2 separate regions of the Mus musculus genome follow, and region 1 is linked to region 2. Evidence: chromatin contacts called from public Hi-C data. All regions are on one chromosome and are shown on one strand. The core of a region is the stretch at or near the end of the contact, and the rest is flanking DNA. Distances in the headings are between cores, read along the strand shown. Region 1 overlaps Plekhm3 (pleckstrin homology domain containing, family M, member 3). Region 2 holds the start of Fzd5 (frizzled class receptor 5).

Region 1 (3,007 bases), core at 474-2,973, 140 kb after region 2:
TGGGGCGCCACATACAGCCTCCTGTGGCATAGAGCAAGCTCTCTGCTCACTAAGCCATCTTCCCGGCTTCTGGATGAAGATGTTTTACCATCTCGTTATTTGCTATGACTCTCATTGAGTGTATTGCTTAATATTATTATTATTTTACATCTACCAACACAACAAAATTGCAGTTTTGCTCAGTAATTCATGATCTTTTTAAACATTTACTGACATCACGTAGGCACAGTACCTCAGACCTCTTCTCCCAGGTCTGAGTGGCCAAAACAGGAAGACTGTCATGACTTTAGTGCCAATCTGAGTTCAGACTGAGACCCTGTCTCCACAAGGTGTACAACTAAGTGACATAATTACATGACAAACAACACACCCGCAACCATTTTAATGAGAAAGAAGCATTTACAGAGAGAAAAATCTAGAAAACAAGCTCAGAATAGTAGGTGCTGTTTTATTTTATTTTTCTACAATGAATCATATATATTGTATTAAGCAAAACCCAGTTTGACCAAATGAAGTTGCCAAAATCTTAGTAACAATAGTTTATCTGCTTAATGAACTTATCCAACAAGTATTTATTAGTCTCCACTCTGTATCAGGCGCTGTTCCAGGCCCTGGGGATACAGCAGTGAGCAATACAGATAAAAAACTATGATCCAGTGTAAGAGGGAAAGAGCAGAAGTATACATGGAACAAAGGACAACTTTGTACTTTAAGACAGGGAGACAGACAAAACACCATACCATGCCATCTATGAATAGGCAATGAAAGAAGACAGGAGGGAAGGGTGGAGGAGGAGGCAGGGATATTAAGTTGCATACTGGTTGTAATTTAAAATACAGTCGGGCATGGTTCTATAAAGAGATGGCTGCATAAAGACCTAGAAGAACAAGCAGGTGGTATAGAAACTCAGGCAGGAGCCCTCTTAGTATGATCAAGGACCAGCAGAAAGGCCAGTGTGACTGGAACAGAGGCAGGAAGTGGTGGGAGGTGAGACAGAGACTAATGGGGATAAGACTGTGCACAGCTTTGGCTTCGACTCGGAGTGAAAGGTAAAGTTATTACATCAGTTGGGCCAGAAGTGACATCATCTAATCTGCACATTAGCTGCAGCCAGAATCCTAAGAACAGACTGCCGCAGGGGACCAGTGACTGCAATAGTCCAGAAGAACACTACCGAGCCTTGGACCTTGGTGGTAGCACTGACAGTGGAAAGAGGAGACATGGTTTGAGGTTGAAGCTGTCAGTCTGCCAAGAGGAAGGTGTATGGCTTGGAACAGAGGTGTTCTTAAGTGATATAGGAAGCGGGTAGTCTGCAATAGGAGGTGGGACAGAGATTTTATGAGCTTGGTTTGGACGTAGGTAAACTTGAGATGATATTAAAAGTGAAAAGACCCCTTCACCAGCTGCACTTAGCTTCACACTTCAGTGACCTCACTAGAAAAGCAGAGTAGCTCTGGGTAAAACAGTAAGGGGCCAAGATACGAGTTTGACGGGATAATGTTAATAAAAATGGCAATCTTCATGACAGAAAGAGCCCATTGCTTAGCAAAACTAACATTTCAGTGGGAACTCACCCTGGATATACTCACCATTCAAATAAAATGTGAAACAGGAAAAGGAGAATTAGGAAGAAGGCGAAAGTCAAGTCAGTGTGCTGCTGCAGAACAACCAGTCAGAGAGGGAACTTAAAACAATAGGCCTAACTTCCTTTCCTGACACATGACCCAGCACTGCTGAGTCACCAGGAACACAGGCTTGAGAGTGTAGATTGCCCCCAAGCAGCACGGGAAAGAACAGTTCAGGTTTACTTCACAGTGGCCATTCAGATTTACTAGACATATCAAGACCCAACTCACACGGGATTATGGGAAATACTCAAGCAGCCATGCAAAATTCCCAGAACCCAAAGATTCGAGCGCTCACAAGAGAAACATAGGATTTAAGAAAAGCTTGTCCAACAGTTGGTGATGTGTTTGGTGGTCTAAGGTAAAATGGGGTGGGGTGAGGGCGACAGATACACTAGAAAGCTTTTAAAATTGATTTTCTTTTTAAAATGTGTTTGACTTCTGAGGCTGTTTGCCTTTGTGTTTTTTTAGTATTACTATATTCTTATATGAAATGGTAGTGAGAAATAATAATTAGTTTTTAGTATCTGTTTTGGCTAGAGGTACACTTGAAGCAACCCTGTGGATACTGCTATACTTCTATTTTAAGTATCTAGGTCTGGAAAATAGAAAGGTCTGGCAAACTGTGACCTATAGAAAAAGCATTTGCTGGCACTAAGCCAGTTGTCCTGCCTGGCCCCCCAGGAACGACTGCCTGTTGCCGATCCCAGGCCTGGACCAGCCAGCCATCTTACCTCCCATCTACCTCTTCATCTTTCTTCACACTCTTCTAAAGGACCTCAATCAAGTCTTCAGGAGGCATGAAAGAGAGTCCTCTCAGGAGCATGAGCCTGGAGTGACTGTAAACATCTGGGAGGCAGTGGCAGGTGGGTGACTACCAGTTCAAGGTCAGTCTAGTCTACACAGTGAGCCAGCCACATAGAAAGGCCTTGTCTAAAACACATGGTAAGAGAGTATGGAGACCTCCAGACATCACTATCATTCATTAGGCAAGAAGCAGTGATCTACGATGAGAAAACATGGCTCCAGTTGGACTCTGCTGCTCACCAGCCTTTCACTGTTGGCAAGTCAGAGAGCCTCTCTGGCTCTGTCCTTTCCTCCTTTGACCTGTGTGCCTCAAAGACTGCTAGAAAGAAAAATATAGATTTCTGGGAAAGTCCCTCTTATGGATAAAAATCCCAATAATTGTAAATAATTCTGAAAAACATGAGATGACATAACTTTAATGATTCATAAGCTCTTGTTGTACAACCAACTGATGCACACTTCTATCTTAGTCTCCAAGACAGAGCAGAAGAATCTTGTCCTCTCAGAGCCTTCCAGGAGTCAGCAAGATAGGAAAGGAGCCTGAAGAGATGTAAGTCACCCAGGCACCTAAGCAT
Region 2 (2,752 bases), core at 165-2,664:
TAGAGCACAGGAAGAAGCGCAGGTCCGGTGAGCAGTGGATCTCCACAAGCGGCCAGAATTGGTGCACCTCCAGGCCTGCTTCGTCCTGCGTGTCATGGTTGAACTGGTTGGGCATGTGCGTCAGGTTGTAGCCGATGCCTCGGCACATGGGCACCGTGATTTCCTGGCACACCGGGGCCTTGGAGGCGGCCGCTGCCCGGCCCACCAGCTGCGCCAGCAACAGCAGCAGAAGAGAGGGAGGCGCAGACGGGTCGGGTCGAGCCATCGTCTCCTTCTTCCCTTTGCCTCCCGCTGCCTGAGAGGGTCTGCGTTGGCCGACGAATCTGCGGCCGGGGCTTCCCTCTCCGGAGTCTTGAGTGTGACGCCCGGGCTGGCAACCTGTTGGTTTCTTTTTCTCTTAAAGAAATCCGTCCAAAGATAAACTGTTTCTGGAAGGCGCTGCCTCCGCCGGCAGCACTCAGTTCCACACCAGATAGGGCTGGAGGGATGATTAGGGCTCCGACTCCAAGGACAGAACTCTTAAAAGAGAAGGTAGGGGAAAAGAAAAATCGCAACCACTCCTCTTAGAGGAGCGCCAACCACTTGGTCTCCGCAAACCAGCTCCAATCTCAAGATTAACTCCTTTCCTCCCCTCCTCCTAGAACCAAACTTCAGACGCCCCCACCCCCTCCACCCCACTGCCCGCGCCCGCCTCTCTTTTCTGGCCCGGCCCTGCAGGCTGTGCCTGGGGCCAGAGAGCTCAGTCCCCGAGATGGGGGCAGAGGAACCGGGTGAACTGGGAAGACGCGGGCTCTCACCTCGGAGGATCCTGCTGGGCGGCAGATGTCTGCGACCAGCCGGGCTCCTCAGTCGCGCGACTCCGAATCGGGCCAGAGCTGGGAAAGTTTAACGACAAGCTAGGTACCTGTGGCGGCGACACATGGCAGCAGGTGGAGGGCGTTTCAGAGAGCAGGGCGCCCCTCGACCATGGGCGGCGCGGGCCGGTCACTCGCCTTCTCTTCCTTCGGGGCCCCCTGCATGATTCGGGCAGAGCAAGGCAGGGGCAGGCCGTGCCTTCCACCGGCGTCCCGGGGCCGGGACGAAGGGCAAGGGCGCCGGGCAGCACTTGAACTGCGCGGAGGGGTGCGGCAGCCGGAGGGGACCCCGCCACCTCACAGCACAGCGAGCAGCCAGCGCTGGTCGGGCGGGGACTGCATAGTCCGCACCCGCCGCCGCGTCCCGCCAGCCGCTCGCCGCCTCCCCTGCAGGGGGCTCCGCGCTCCAGCAGACTCCGGGGGGCGGTGGCGGCGCTCTCGGGACGCGCCCCGCTCGGCTCCTCCCCCGCGCTCTCGCACTCTTTCGCCCACCTCCAGGGAGCTCCGAGCTGTGCGCGACGGCAGAGGACAAGTCGCGGCCGCAGGCTGACTGCCCTCTCCCGCCCCGCCCGGGTCACCTGCCTCTAATGCCCGCCGGGAGGCCCCGCCCCGGGACCGCCCCTCCCGCCCCCTCCCGCCCTGCCCCGAGCTGGGCCGTCCCACGAATCGCTCTCCGGGTCCCCGCCCACCGCCCCGCTGTCCTGGCCTCTCCGCGAGCGCCCCGCGGCCCCGCCCGGAGCGGGCAGCGGAAGAGCGTCGGCCAATAGTGGACCGGGAAGTTACGAGGGCGGGGTCAATGCTAATGAGTCCTCCCAGAGAACCCGGGCGGGAAACCTGGCCCCAAGTCCTTCTGGAGTTCTCTGCGGTGGTTCACCAGGATGGTGCTCACTTTCCTGAGGGCTCTGTTCTCTGAACGCCGGCTTCCAGGGCCTCCACCAGGCCACCTCTCTCCAGCTGAGTGTCCTTATCGAGGTCTGGCGCTTGTTTAAAGGGATGAGAGGTCAATTCGGTTGTGCCACCTGTCCTCTTTCTAAGCTGCCTTGTGCTAGGTGACAGACGTGCTAGTACTTAATGAGCAACCTCGTGTTAGTTAATCGTTTACACCTTGATACGCGATCTGGATACCGTAGGATTCTGAGGCCAGAACACCTCAGAACTTGACCTACACAGCTGAGCTAACAAGACAGCAGAGACGTTGACAAACTTGTGCCCCTCCCTGTGCGAGCTCCTGGCACACAATAGGCGCTCTGACCTGGAATCCCAAACCAGAAGCTGGGCAGCAGAGTTCACAATCTTTACCACTCACCCCTCCCTTAGAAATATCGATATTTCCCAGGCTTTGCCCTTTTATATATAACAAAATCTTGTCCTTGTGACAAGAGAATGAATTTCTTTCCAGTTTTGGAAGTCTCTAGAGACGTTAGTCCTTAGCAGTTGCGGTTTATAATCCCTGGCAGATCCGAATTTGCCCACAGAGAAAAACTCTTGAACTGGAGCAGTGTACAGCTCAGGGTGCTTGGTCCCCCAGGGTTGGCTGCTGTGCACTCTGGCGAGGTTGAGACCGGATAACCGGGGCGTACTGGGGCAGTGGGAACCGTGAAAAGACCTGCTGCGCACAGTCAACGCAGGGACACGCAGTGGCGCTCTCCTGATGGGTTAGTATACTCCAAGTTTTAAATGTCCCACAAATGCCTCTCTTCTACGAGTTCTAATTAGGCTGGGAGACCGAGGTGTTTAGCATGCTTGAAATTCGTTCACACGCTTATGAAGAGGCTTTAAATTGTAGACTGCTCCTTCACTCCTCCTTCCGCTGGGGGAGGGGAGTGGGAGGGATTTGAAGTAGGGGAGGGCATAGGAGTACTTGAAGGACTCTGAACTGGCCTCACTGACTGAGATCT

The links. Hi-C and Micro-C count contacts between places; a contact is called where the count stands out from the background.
Region 1: a contact with region 2 is called in a Hi-C map of the N1E-115 cell line, with 5 times the contacts expected there. The contact joins the enhancer-like site here to the promoter of Fzd5 in region 2. A contact is called at or near these places in 15 of 39 promoter capture datasets (the 3T3-L1 cell line, the C10 cell line, the HPC-7 cell line and 10 more), 1 of 15 datasets of contacts at CTCF or cohesin (pro-B cells), 9 of 484 Hi-C or Micro-C datasets (the HPC-7 cell line, the N1E-115 cell line, adipose-derived mesenchymal stem cells and 6 more), 15 of 115 datasets of contacts at active chromatin or transcription factors (the HPC-7 cell line, T-cell acute lymphoblastic leukemia, acute myeloid leukemia and 7 more) and 5 of 9 other capture datasets (adipose tissue, bone marrow-derived macrophages, liver and 2 more).

Annotation. Positions count from the first base shown.
Region 1 is chr1:64,874,763-64,877,769 of GRCm38.p6, forward strand. The region is part of intron 5 of Plekhm3 (pleckstrin homology domain containing, family M, member 3); the gene reads right to left. Among named protein-coding and RNA genes, the nearest start is that of Gm51628, 11 kb to the right of the region's middle. Within about 2 kb of position 1,724, at least 96 of the 459 cell types and tissues checked have an H3K27ac peak or open chromatin away from gene starts, as enhancers often do. A contact at or near this core is called in the HPC-7 cell line, the N1E-115 cell line, T-cell acute lymphoblastic leukemia and 8 more, where this site is marked.
Region 2 is chr1:64,736,336-64,739,087 of GRCm38.p6, forward strand. It overlaps Fzd5 (frizzled class receptor 5), which reads right to left and starts at 1,415. Exons shown (of 2, transcript NM_022721.3): 1 at 798-1,415; 2 at 1-518. The coding sequence starts at 265.